2 separate regions of the Xenopus tropicalis genome follow, and region 1 is linked to region 2. A link is a contact called in public Hi-C data. All regions are on one chromosome and are shown on one strand. Each heading gives the region's core, a stretch centred on a gene start, on an enhancer-like site or on the middle of the called end of the contact. The rest is flanking DNA. Distances are from core to core; before and after follow the strand shown.

Evidence for each region. Hi-C and Micro-C count contacts between places; a contact is called where the count stands out from the background.
Region 1: a contact with region 2 is called in a Hi-C map of neurula embryo, with 1.7 times the contacts expected there. The contact joins the promoter of ogdhl here to the promoter of slc18a3 in region 2. A contact is called at or near these places in 2 of 5 Hi-C or Micro-C datasets (neurula embryo and tailbud embryo).

The regions. Positions count from the first base shown.
Region 1 is chr7:52,761,256-52,767,385 of UCB_Xtro_10.0, reverse strand. ogdhl (2-oxoglutarate dehydrogenase-like, mitochondrial) reads left to right here and starts at 1,352. Exons shown (of 23, transcript XM_002933905.5): 1 at 1,352-1,480.
Region 2 is chr7:52,630,907-52,637,456 of UCB_Xtro_10.0, reverse strand. slc18a3 (solute carrier family 18 (vesicular acetylcholine transporter), member 3) reads right to left here and starts at 1,437. Exons shown (of 1, transcript NM_001079391.1): 1 at 1-1,437. The coding sequence starts at 1,386.

The DNA of each region.
Region 1 (6,130 bases), core at 103-2,602, 130 kb before region 2:
CATTACCTCTTGTCTTGGTTAGTTTTTTTTATGAAATCTGTATGTTTAGTGTATACATCCATTTATTATACAGTGCTGCAGAATATATTGGCCCTTTATAAATTAATGTTAGTAAATGAATAATAATTCACACAGCAATTTCAATTAACAAAACAAATGAAAAATAGCAGGATAATATATATATATATATATATATATATATATATATATATATATATATATATATCCCTTTGCTAACTATTGCTTGTGTACTGATATTCAGTTTTAATCCTCCCAGTCCTCTATCTGATCTTATATTCACTGCACATTCGAATCTCTATCAGTGCTTGTGTGGTAGACACTAAACATGGGCAGTCATCCAATGGCATTGAGCTCAGATAGCATGTGAAAGAAAAGCTTATGGCCATATCTACCATGAATTGTATTTTTATCCATTTAGAAAGCTTCGTATCACTCTGGAATATTATGTGGCAGTGACAAGTTATAAAGTTTCATACTGAATTCTACAATATCATTCCAAGACTCTCATCTGTTGTGCAGATATGTAACACTGTTGCTAACCAATGTGCTTTCAATCAACTCTTTGCTCGGCCTCTATTTCCCCACATGCCCCCTGCTGCTCGGTGCTAGCTGATTCACAATCAACCTACCCTCCTCTACTCACTGCCTCTATCCCTTCCCCATCTCATCAGAGACCCAAGAGCAAGTCCCAAACTAGAGGCAGAAGAGGCAAATCCCTCCACAATTGCCCCTGGGCATGTGCCTCTTCTGCATATCCCTAGTTCTGGCCCTAACTCTACCTACTTCCAACTCGAATTGTGGCCATCTCCTATATTAATTCCATATTCATCTGAACACCTTTACAGACACAAGCTTCACTTGGACATCCTACCACCATCTCCCTGGGGCTAATTAGTAACACGGGGCTAATTTGCACCTGGGCATTAAAACATAGCAACCAATAAAATTTTTGTTTTTATTGTCTACCTATAGCTGACTGAAAAAGAGCTAACCACTTATTGGTAGATGTGATTTCTGCCAACAAAATCTCGCATTATTACGAGTATTATTTTCACCATAAGCCTATAGAACAACATCGTCATCTAATAGATAGGCGGCTAAAATAGGCCAAATCCCATACGGTGATAAAAATTTTGGCAGGATATTCATATTTATTTCATTATTGATTCCACTAGGATCTGTAAGGCCACCAAATAAATCCTGGCGAATCGTAGTTGTTATATTTTTTGTTTCCTTTACTCATCGTAATTATCCTAATTGATTCCCTTCAGTCCTTCAGCACCAAGGACAGCAGCACTCCACCCCCCAACCCTCGCTTCAGTGCAATTCTCTAGCCCCTCCTCCTCCCCAGCCCTCCCAGCAGTGTTCCAGGAACTCTCGCTTGTGTGACGTCACGGAACCTGCGGATCGGACCGTTTCCCTGGGTCGGTGCTTATAAGTAGCAAATGCAGAGCCTCAGGTAATAAAGCCCTAACCGTACGGAACGCTCTTTCCCCCGTGTCCTGTCACTCTCCGCCCATTGTTGCGTTTTTTTTCTGCGGGTGAAACAACATGTCAGAGCGAAATAAGGCGTCTGCATCGTTTCATTGAGATTTCTCTGTATTACGGGAAGGGGATAGGGCTGCCAAGGGCGACTTCCCATCATTAAAGCTGATTAATGTATGGTGTGGTATAAATAATTACGCTTAGTAGCTGCATATTCTGCTTGGTAATTGGCTGAGGTACCAGATTTTTGGTGGAAAGCTATAGATAATAGGGTTTATAGGTTCCAGAGAAATCTGCTTCCCCTTCAGCTTACAGAACAGTCTTACTAGCAGCTTGGTGGCTTCTGCTGTTGCTATCTATCTATAAATATATCTATATCTATCTATCTATCTATATATATATATATATATATATATATATATATATATATATATATATATATATATATATATATATATATATATATATATATATATATATATATTGGGAGGGGGAAAAGAGAGTTTAACAGCACCTTACATGAGTTGGCTAAACCAGGTTTTAGAACTCACAGTTCTAAAAAGTATAATGCTTTACCAGCACATATATTGCATACATGGCAGGGTATTGATCCCAGAAGGTCAGCAGAGGGTGGAAATAGTGGAAGGGGCCCCACCACAAAGCAAGGCTGCCGTAGAGCTTAAATAAATAATGTATTGTATAACATTGTCATGTTATTAAAATTTTAAAGACAAGTTGCAGTGCAAAGATGTTACACCCACCACCATGGCCAGTTTCCCCAGAATTGAGCAATCAGCTGTACTCATTGACAACATATGGCTAACTCCCTAAAAACGAGTGTCCAGCAGTTTAACTTACTTGACTATCACTCAGAAAGGCCTGGGTTTCCAATTGCATGTCAACCTAGGGAAATCGCTTCATGTAAAATGAAATCTATGTTGCTTGTTTATAAAACATTTTACATGCAGGGCTGTTTATTTGGAAATTAGTTAACTGAAGACTTTGCACTTGTAGAAGTAACCACTACTCTTCTATTTTTGCTTGGTGTACTAGTAAGTTTAATTACACTAAATAGTTTTCTTATGCCTATTTGTTATGCATCGTTTCATAGGTATCTGTACACACAGAAACATCATTGGTTGATGAATGCAATAAAGGAAAAAATGCATTGTATGCATGATTATAGACATGTGTAATAGGCCCAAAGCCTGAACATGAGAAACCATAAAACCAACCTGGCATTCAGTTTAACCTTACAGAAGCAATTACTTACTAACCCATAATCTACAGCAGAATTGTTGCACTTTGTTAGTTACTGAGTGACCACCTTAAAATGACAGTTATTGTCTAGTAGGTGGCACTACCTAAATGACAGTAGCTGGGTGATAACTTAAGATAGTTACTGTATCTTTTAAAGGTGTTTTGTTTTAAAGAAAAGGTATGGTTATCTTGCACTGCAGGTTTAAAGTGGGAAAAAATATGCAAATTATTGCTCTTAACTTGTGTATAAATACGCAGAGCTGCGCAGCAGCGTTCAGGGGGGCTTCTTCTTCCCCTGTCTTGAGATCCTCTTCTGTTAGAGCGCTGACACAGATCTTGGGGGAGCATTCACAGTTGAATCCATGTCCTGAATCAGCTTCAACTGTGCATGCTTTTGCAAGATCTTTACTGACAACTGAGAGAAGAGGTTTAGAAGACAGGAGATGGCACCTTTAAACTCAGCACACAGCTCTGAAGACTTATAGTAGGTTAGCATACAAGGACTAAATAGCTCTTGCAGGGAGGAAACTTGGACAGGGGGTGGTGGAGGGGAGACTGGGAATAGGGAAGGGTTTAGTTCTCCTTTAAAGGGAGACAATACCAGTGGACATTGAAGGTCTCTATAAAAATATAGTCTTATATATATATTAACTTTCTAACATTATGTGCTATTGGATTATCCAAAAATGAAATGTTGCCCTTAACCACAAATGTCTGTTGCTCTGGCAGGCAGCTATGATGCACTGTGCTCACACACACAAACCAAGGGCATGCATACATACTGGGTTACATCAGCCAATGAAAGGACAGAGCTGGGTGTTTTACTCCCCAATGCATCTGTTACATCTACAACTTTTTCCTGTTGGGTTATCGTGAATGAGCATATAAAACATCACAAAAAAGTGGGGTCACATCTCACCCCAAAATTGTTTTCCTCACCAGAAGTGTGGGCCCATACAGCTGATACTCTGGTTAGGAAGCAGTGTTTTTTTTTTTAAAAAAAAAGCACTAGGCATGTTAAGTGGCACACATGGGCAAAATGAGCACTTCCCTCAGTGCACACTCATTATGCACATGTATGTGACATCAGGCACGTAAAGAGAAGAAGCTGTGGCACTATTCTCAGTACCATAACATGGCTGCCCATACCAGGAGCTCCCTCTGGAGCACTAGGAGTGGGGACATTGAAAAAATAATAAAAAAACAAAAAAGCCCCTGTTGTTTCCCTCAACCAGAGTGTGGGCTCTTTTAGCCCGAAACTTCGGTGGGGGAGACAATTTTAAGGTGACAAGTGCCTTGAAAAAAAACAAACAAACAATATACATGTGCCAGTTCGATTTTTTGACTTATTATGATACAGTTTATCAATTGGTTAATTTTTACTTGACAATACAGTATAATTTATACTATATCCTGTTAATTACCCTAAAATGCCCTCACTTTCCATATATATTGCAATCTATGTTAGTTACTGCATAAACTATCCTTAGTATGGCCCATCCTACAATCTATTCATTATTTTATAATTCTGACACTATTTTTGTTATTTATGAAGGGTTAAGCTTTGCCTTCAGGATGTTTCACCAAGTCTATCCAAATGATAGCATCTGTTGGGCAGCATAGGAATCACTTGGCTTAGTTGGAAAAGAGACGAGTTACATAAAAAGCTGACAGCTGCTTGTGTATTAATTAATGCAAATAGATTACCCAGTGGCAATACACAGCCCCACTGAACCCCTGCATTACATACAAATGTTTACATATTTTAGAATAGCCCAGACCTCTAACTATTGTATAGTACTATACAATAAGACTATTATACTATTTCCTTTCCACCTAGTATTATCTAACATTCCCTTTAAAGAGGAATACTAAGGAATATGTCTAATGTGGAAAAATATTGGCATGGATATAGTATTCACAAGGCATCACTTAAAGGGATAGTGATATGTAAATTGCTGTTTTTTTGAGCTTAGGGCAAGATTCTTGCTATCATTTCTCCTTTAATTAGACAGTACTGTATGAGGATATAGCTTATAAGACTCACAGAACATTCTTTATCTGTATATTTGCATTTATACATATAAGAGACTATTTTACTATTTGCTCAATTGTGCTACATTTACAAATAACAATTCATTGAAAATGTCTAATGAATTGTATATTGTGTAGAATTACACTTTTTTTAGTTTTTGGGTGGCCATTTCATTTAAGGGAAATGGCTGACAACCATCATTGTACAGTATTTTAAAGGTGGGTGCATTAATATAATGGAGAATTTTTATTTACAGGCAAGGAAAGTGTGAGGCTTAATTACTTCTGTTCTGATTACTGGTGGGAAACCTATTATGTACAAATGGCATGATAATTATAATATTCTTAACAATTCTTTTGCCTCAGAAGGTGAACACAATAATTTGTTACTTTGCCCTGAAGAAAAGCAATGCACTTTTACATACCTCATATTCAATATATAACTTAGCTGAATTAATTTTCAAACTAATGCAGACCTTGTACCTTATTTTTTATCATAATGCATTATGTGCTCTTATTTTAATCATAGCATCCCAGAGAATAAAAGCTTTGCCAGCAAATTACTTAATAAAAAAGAATCTTGGTATTTTGGCATATAACTGCTGCAAAAATAAATCGGAAAGCTCCTAATTTAATTGCTGCTGATGGATCATTTTAAAGTGACTATAAATTAAGAACAGCAAGTTTAAGATTCTAAAAGTGACTTTCATTTATCTTTCATTGATTTTTAAGTGCAACAGTATTGGTAAAACAAGTTTTTACTGTTTAATAAGGATGAACAATTTAAATATAAAACAGGCTATTTACAGTACATTTGAGTAACAAACTTTATTCTCAAGTAGTGTGCAACCTGCATACTGATTAGTAATGGCTCCGGGGGGATAGAAATGACAGCACTGAAAAAAATCAGAAAAAAGTGTGGCAATAAAACACCCAGAACCATAATGGATCATTCCACAGAAGTTCTACATTTTTTCATTGAGAAAAATGTGTTGTGTTAAAATATGTTTTACCATTTGCTCAAATTTATATTTCTAGATATCTAATAGTGACAAATAACACTCCAACTAGTTACAAAATTAATTGGAGATTGGACAGGAGACCACATTTACAGATGTCAGAGAGGGAAGGCTAAAAGCTGGGTGAAGAAGGAATATTTTTAGTGATCTGGGCAATAGCACGCTAGTCTAATAGTGTATATAATGGCAGAAAGGCAAAGGCGAGTTCTTTAAAATAAGTTTTATGAAAGTAAGTAACATAATACTTTACTGCCAAAGAGAAAGTGTACATGTGTATGTGGGTGTGTGTGTATTTATAATATATATATATA
Region 2 (6,550 bases), core at 188-2,687:
CTCTGAGTGTGAGGGTTTCATTTGACACACATTTCTGAGGAACAGAAGAGCCGGTGCATACAGGACATTGGCAAGACCCATACCGAGGTTAAGTTGGGTGAAACCCGTAGTATGAACAATTTGACTAGCAACTACAGGTCCTAGGGCATATGCCACACAGTATGATATATCAGCTATGGCGTAAACACTTCCATAAACCGATACGTGGCGAACATCTACGAGTAAGGCAAGGGTTGGCAGTAGGGCAGTGTCTACTAGGGCTATGCCAAAGCAGATCCCACACAAGGGCACAATTAGCTCCCAGAAGTTTTTACATGCTGGAACAGTACAAGAACTTGCACCTATGATCACCATTCCTATAGCCCCATAAAACCACTGGTAGTGAGGATAATTGGCTGCAAGCTTTACAGTTATATAGACACCAAGGACATGAGGGAAGAAGGCTGGTAACCAAGTAAGACCCATTTGCCACTCTGATGCATCCATTGTCGTTTTCATCCAATTTGCTATGGTGGGCTCAAGGAATGCCAAAGGAATATTACATGTGGTAAGAGCACCTGCCACCACAGCAATGTAAGGATCTATCATCAGTCTGTGGATGGGGGTGCCAATTGGCATATTGGCTCTAGTCCTGTTAGTAAAGGGTTTAATGACTAACAATAGCAGCACGCCATCTATAAGAGCGATACTAGCCAGAACTAGGAAAGGCATTCGTTTGCCTACGAACTGGTACAATATGCCCCCAAAAGGGGGCGCCACCAAGCTACCGAATGAGATGAACGCCAAGGCTATGCCTAAAGCTTTGCTTCTTTCAGCCTCCTCTGTGTATGTATCTGCTATCATGGCAATTCCAGAAGTGTCTGCGAACGCAGATCCCAAACCTTGGAGGCTTCTAGCTACAAACAAGGTGGCATAGTTTTCAGCAAACGCAAATATGACTGTTGAGAAGAACAAAACTACCAGTCCAATAAGAAGGGGGATGTCATATCCAACCCTGTCTATAAAAGTTCCACTTAGTGGGTTGATTAGTAGCTGCAGGATTGCTTTAGAAGCAAACAGGACTCCAATCTGCATATCTTCGTTTTCTGCTGGGTATTGGGGTCTAATGGCAAAAGATTTATTCCTATATTGACTACTGGAATTAATGCTTTTCGCATGTTCTCTGTCCGCTCTCAAATTTTGAATATAGTCTGGAATAATGGGGACTATGACCATGTACAACATGTTATCAAGAAAAAGAGCCACACACACAATGATCAAGATTATCCGTCTCTGGTGATGAGGTTCCTTTATTGCGGTGCCAATTTGCTTAGTTCTGTCTCCCATGGCACTGGATAATTTTTCCACCGCAGACTTTGCCACCCCCTGGGACTCCTCGGAAGCCATGATACCTTCCTTTGGTATCTCACAGCAATGCACAAAAACGGAAGGCTCTTCTATAGACGGAGGGTCAGGAAACCTTTAGGATCCTTGATGATCATTCAGTAACAGGTCCCCCTTACAGGACTGAAAAAGAAACGCCTGTTATTAAAAGCACATAAAGGTTTTGCTGTTGCAACATCTTTGTCATAAAATGTCCCTTCCTATTCTGTATATTAAACATCTGCTTTATTTGCCCAAAATGAATCATATAAAGGGAAAGAACAGCTCCTAGGTATACAGGGTGTAGTACAAGGGCTGAGCAAAGTTTGCACAAATTCAAATTCCCTTCAATGAAACAACCACATCCCGAAGACATGAATTATACATTGCACTATTAGCAGGCCAGTAAATGGGCTTCACGATTCCTTCTGCTAATGATCAGGGAGAGTACAGTCAATTTACTGCCCACCCTGCTCACCAAGCACTAGCTAGCAATATTCTAACGAGGGGAATTCCTTTCTGCACCCCCAAATATACCAACCCACCCTCCAGCCTTTGGTTGTGCCCTGTGAACATTCTGATTGAGGGAACAAGAATAAATGACTTACTTCGCTCTTTGTGCTTGAAAACCAAATTGAGTTGGCATGGATCGCAAGTGATGCCCAGCAGCCTAACAGAGACGCACAGCTTTCCGCAAACTGGGGGATTTCTTAATTAATAACAGCAGCCTGGGCGCTTCTTGTGAGATTCATATCGCGGAGAGACTGAACCGTGGGAGAGGTCTCCTTTTCATCCGAGCTGCCATCCCTCTCCTTGTGATGCCATTGGCACAGATTGACTTGCATGCTTCTTGCCTCCTCTACTTTCTTCCCACCAAAGGGAGTGACGCACGGTTGGCTCTGGCCCCCAAGTGGATCGTTCGGGAGCGGCGTGTCCTTATGCTAATGTAACACATGGAGGAACCTTAACCAATTGCCGGGGAGCGATCCTTCCCCCTCACAGGGTGACTCCTGAGCATCACTGATAGGAGCGGGACTCCCCCTGTCTGAGACCCTCGCAGCTGAAGAGACGCTACAGAATCGCTCCTGCTTCTTCATTCATTTTATATCGTTGTGTCTCTTTTCGTTGTACGCTCTTTAGCTACCACTGTTATATCTCTACCTACTTTACATGATATAAATATTATCACTATATTTCCCCTTTCTACAAAATCACATTTTTGGAACGATACTATTCAGCCCTTCATGTATAATAGTGTAGAAGTAGCAGAGCTCTGCCTGATGCAGCTTTGCACCCAGCAAATGCCCTTTGGCACCATAACTATTGGTGGAACGTTTGCTCTGTGTTTTGGGCTTGAGGAGAATTAGGGACTTGCTGAAATAAGCTAAAAGAAATATGAATGTAAAAGACTGCCGGAGTGTCCAGGTTTCTGTCACCCCAGAGCCAACGCCTTGAATGGTAAGGCTGCAAAATGGGATTTTGTTAAATGCTCTTTTACTATAAACGAAAATAAGGCACTTTAATAAAGAGAGAAACTGAATGCTGGTAGTACTTGCCTAATTGTTTGGGTGAGGCATTGCTTAAAGGAAGGAAGGGGAGGTCATTTCTATTATTTTTCTTTTCTCATTCTATTTCCTGCCTTTCATTCCCTGCAATTATTCTTTGCTGTGAGTCAAAATTTTTCCCCCTAAATGGGATCGGGGAACCAGTGTGAACAGATATGAGAAAATATCTGTCAGGATAAGTGGTTTCCAAACTGTGAGACTGTCCTGCTTAAGGTGGTTTGGGGGTCTGCCTTAAGGCCAGCTTGGGTAAGGGCTGACATGAATGCCTCTTTGCTCTCCTATATACTCCTGAAGCACAGCTTGAACATCAGTTAGGGTGAAATCAGGGGTCGGAGTGCTAGTGAAGGCTGGGGGTAGGACCTACCAGGTCTGGAATTAGTGGTAGGAAGAAGACATGGCAGGTGTCTAAGGTGACAATAGTGGGAAGGCACTAGGTATCTACCTTTTTTTCCAGCCTTTAGTCCAGGCCCTTATCCTCTTACTGCCCACCTGCCCTTATTACCTCCCTCCTGTTTCCTTGCTGGCACATGCATGCTCACACAAGTGTGCAGGGAACAGAGAGGCTGGCTGATTTGCCTAGGGTACCTGGCTGGCTTTGCCCAGCGCTGAGACTTGCCTTGGGCTGCTGTCCTTTTGGAACTGTTCAGAATGATGTTTCTGTAACCTTCTTATGATCTAAGGCAGGGCTGTCCAACTGGCAGCCAGCAGCCCCCCACTGTATTGCACCCTCTACTGTTGGGCTGCTGTGACTGCTTACCTTTGTGTAAACTTTAAATGGACCCCCTGCACTTCAGATTCAAGCTGTAACCACATTGTTCACAACTCAGACAGCATTGTGTCACTGTATATCTTATGCTGCCTGTATGTATGGCACACACAGGCAGCATAGGGCAAGCAGAGTGTGACACTTACAGGCAGCATAAGGCAGGCAGAGTATGACACACACAGGCAGCATAGGGCAGGTAGAGTATAACCAGGGCCGGATTTGTAATCTGGGCGCTCCGAGGCCGCCCCCTCTCCGTCGCCAACACCACCCCCTCCCTCTGGGCATGTGCGAATTCGCGATCACGCATGCACGGGGCTTTACGCTAGCATACGGATCAGTGGGGGAGAGGTCCCCATTGCTCCGTATGGGAGAAAAAGTTTAGTGTTTTTGGTGTGGTGTGGCATGCCGCCCCCAAATTTGTGCCGCCCTAGGCCCGGGCCACAAATCCTGGCCTGAGTATAACACACACAGGCAGCGTAGGGTAGGAAGAGTATGGCACACATAGGCAGCGTAGGGCAGGCAGAGTATGACACACACAGGCAGCATAGGGCAGGCAGAGTATGGCACACACAGGCAGCATCGGGCAGGCAGAGTATGGCACACACAGGCAGCATAGGGCAGGCAGAGTATGACACACACAGGCAGCATAGGGCAGGCAGAGTATGACACACACAGGCAGCATAGGGCAGCCAGAGTATGGCACACACAGGCAGCATAGGGCAGGCAGAGTATGACACACACAGGCAGCATAGGGCAGGCAAAGTATGGCACACACAGGCAGCATAGGGCAGGCAGAGTATGACACACACAGGCAGCATAGGGCAGGCAGAGTATGACACACACAGGCAGCATAGGGCAGGCAGAGTATGACACACACAGGCAGCATAGGGCAGGAAGAGTATGGCACACACAGGCAGCGTAGGGCAAGCAGAATATGACACATAAGGGCAGGGTAGGACAGGCAGAGTATGGCACACACAAGCAGCATAGGGCAAGCAGAGAATGACACACACAGGCAGGGTAGGGCAGGCAGAGTATGACACACATAGGCAACATAGGGCAGTGGAGGGGGTGGAAGGGAATTTGAGAATGGGGTAGGGTTTAATTCTTCTTTAATTGAAAATGATTTGGAGATGTTTGTGGATAACAAAATGTGTAACTATAGGTAGCTTCACTCAGAGGCTACTAAAGCTAAAAGTATTTGCAAAGAAGGGTATTAAATCAAGGGATGAAAACACAATATTACCTCTTTATAGATCCATGGTAAGGCCTTGAATATGTAGTGCAGTTTTGGGTTCCAGCCCTTAACAAGTACTTATAAAAAGAATTAAATAATTAAAACATGAAGAAAGACTATCAAGAATGGGGTTGTTTTCTCAGGAGAAAGGGTGCTTGTGAGGGGACATAAGTACTCTTTAGATAGAAATACATTTCCCCTTCGAAAAGATCAAAGAACAAGAGGGCGTCCCATTAGGCTTGAGAAAATTAAATTTGAAGCAGTGAAGGTGGTTAACAGTGAGTACAGTGAAGTTGAGGAATGCCCTGCCGAGTGATGTTGTGAAGGCAGATTCTATTTGGATGATTTCTTGAACAAGCATAATATCCAAGGTATCGATATATGCAATTTGTATATGTGAGTGTATAGATCACACCATGAGCCACCGCCCTAATATGTTTTTATCCTTCATTCATTTTTTCCTAATTGCAATGTAATAACAGCTACTGCATCTACACATACACTGGTGTGTATGCGTATTATAGATCCTTTAACAGTCTGTGACACCAAACTTTTTTACCATCGTTATCTAATTTAATGTATTCTTTTCTCATATGGGTCATTAGCTATATTGATGTTTGCTTTATTGCCTGGATCTTAGTTAAACATGTAACCACAATTATAGACTGCCATCAGATTTATAATCATGACAAAGATTAATGTGGCACATGCAGGGGTATGTCTTCTTAGCCAACCTTGTGTTTATTAAACCTATAACAATTAACTCTGTCTGTCTCAGCAGATAATCTCATATACAACTGAAGGAAGATGGCTTCCGCTGTCCCACACAGGCCAGATGAATTAATTAGATAGCCTTTCACTCATTTATCAGTTATTCAGCAGTTTAGTTAATCTGACTAAGCCATTAGTGCAGGAGATAAATGAAATACTACACTATGAACTGAACCTAGAATATTTAAGATTACAAAATGTACTCCTGATGAGAAGCAACAATAACAATAAAATTCAGAATTTTTTTTGCCTCCTGGGCCAGTGACCCCCATTTTAAAGCTGGAAAGAGTTGGAAGAAGAAGGCGAATAATGCAAAAACTATAAAAAAAAATAATAGTCCATTCTATAACATATCAAAACTTTACCTGATGGTGAACCACTGCTTGAACATATTAGGGCAGTGGTATTAGTGCAACTAATACCCCTACAAGGTGTATTTAATGAAAAATGAAGGTCAAGTTTGTGCAAGTGCAGCAACCCATAACAACCAATAAGCTGTTAAACAGATGACCAGTAAATGCTACAGTACATGCTGATTGGCTTCTATTGGTGAATAGACCTGTAGCACTTGTAGTCCTGTAGAACTTTAACCCCCTAAATGCTCAATCAGATCTCTCATTGTGCCACAGATTTTATTGCAATAACATATGACTGATTAGCATTGCAATATAAATTCATGAGTTTCATAAACTTGTTTACAGTATTATTACTGTATGTAAAAATTCTCAATGTTCTGTGTGAAATTAAAATTTGCAGTAACTGTCTAATCAATAAATGCAAAAAGGCAAAACAGGACAGCTGCACAGACATTACTGATTAACCACAGTGAAGGGTTTGCATTATCTATTT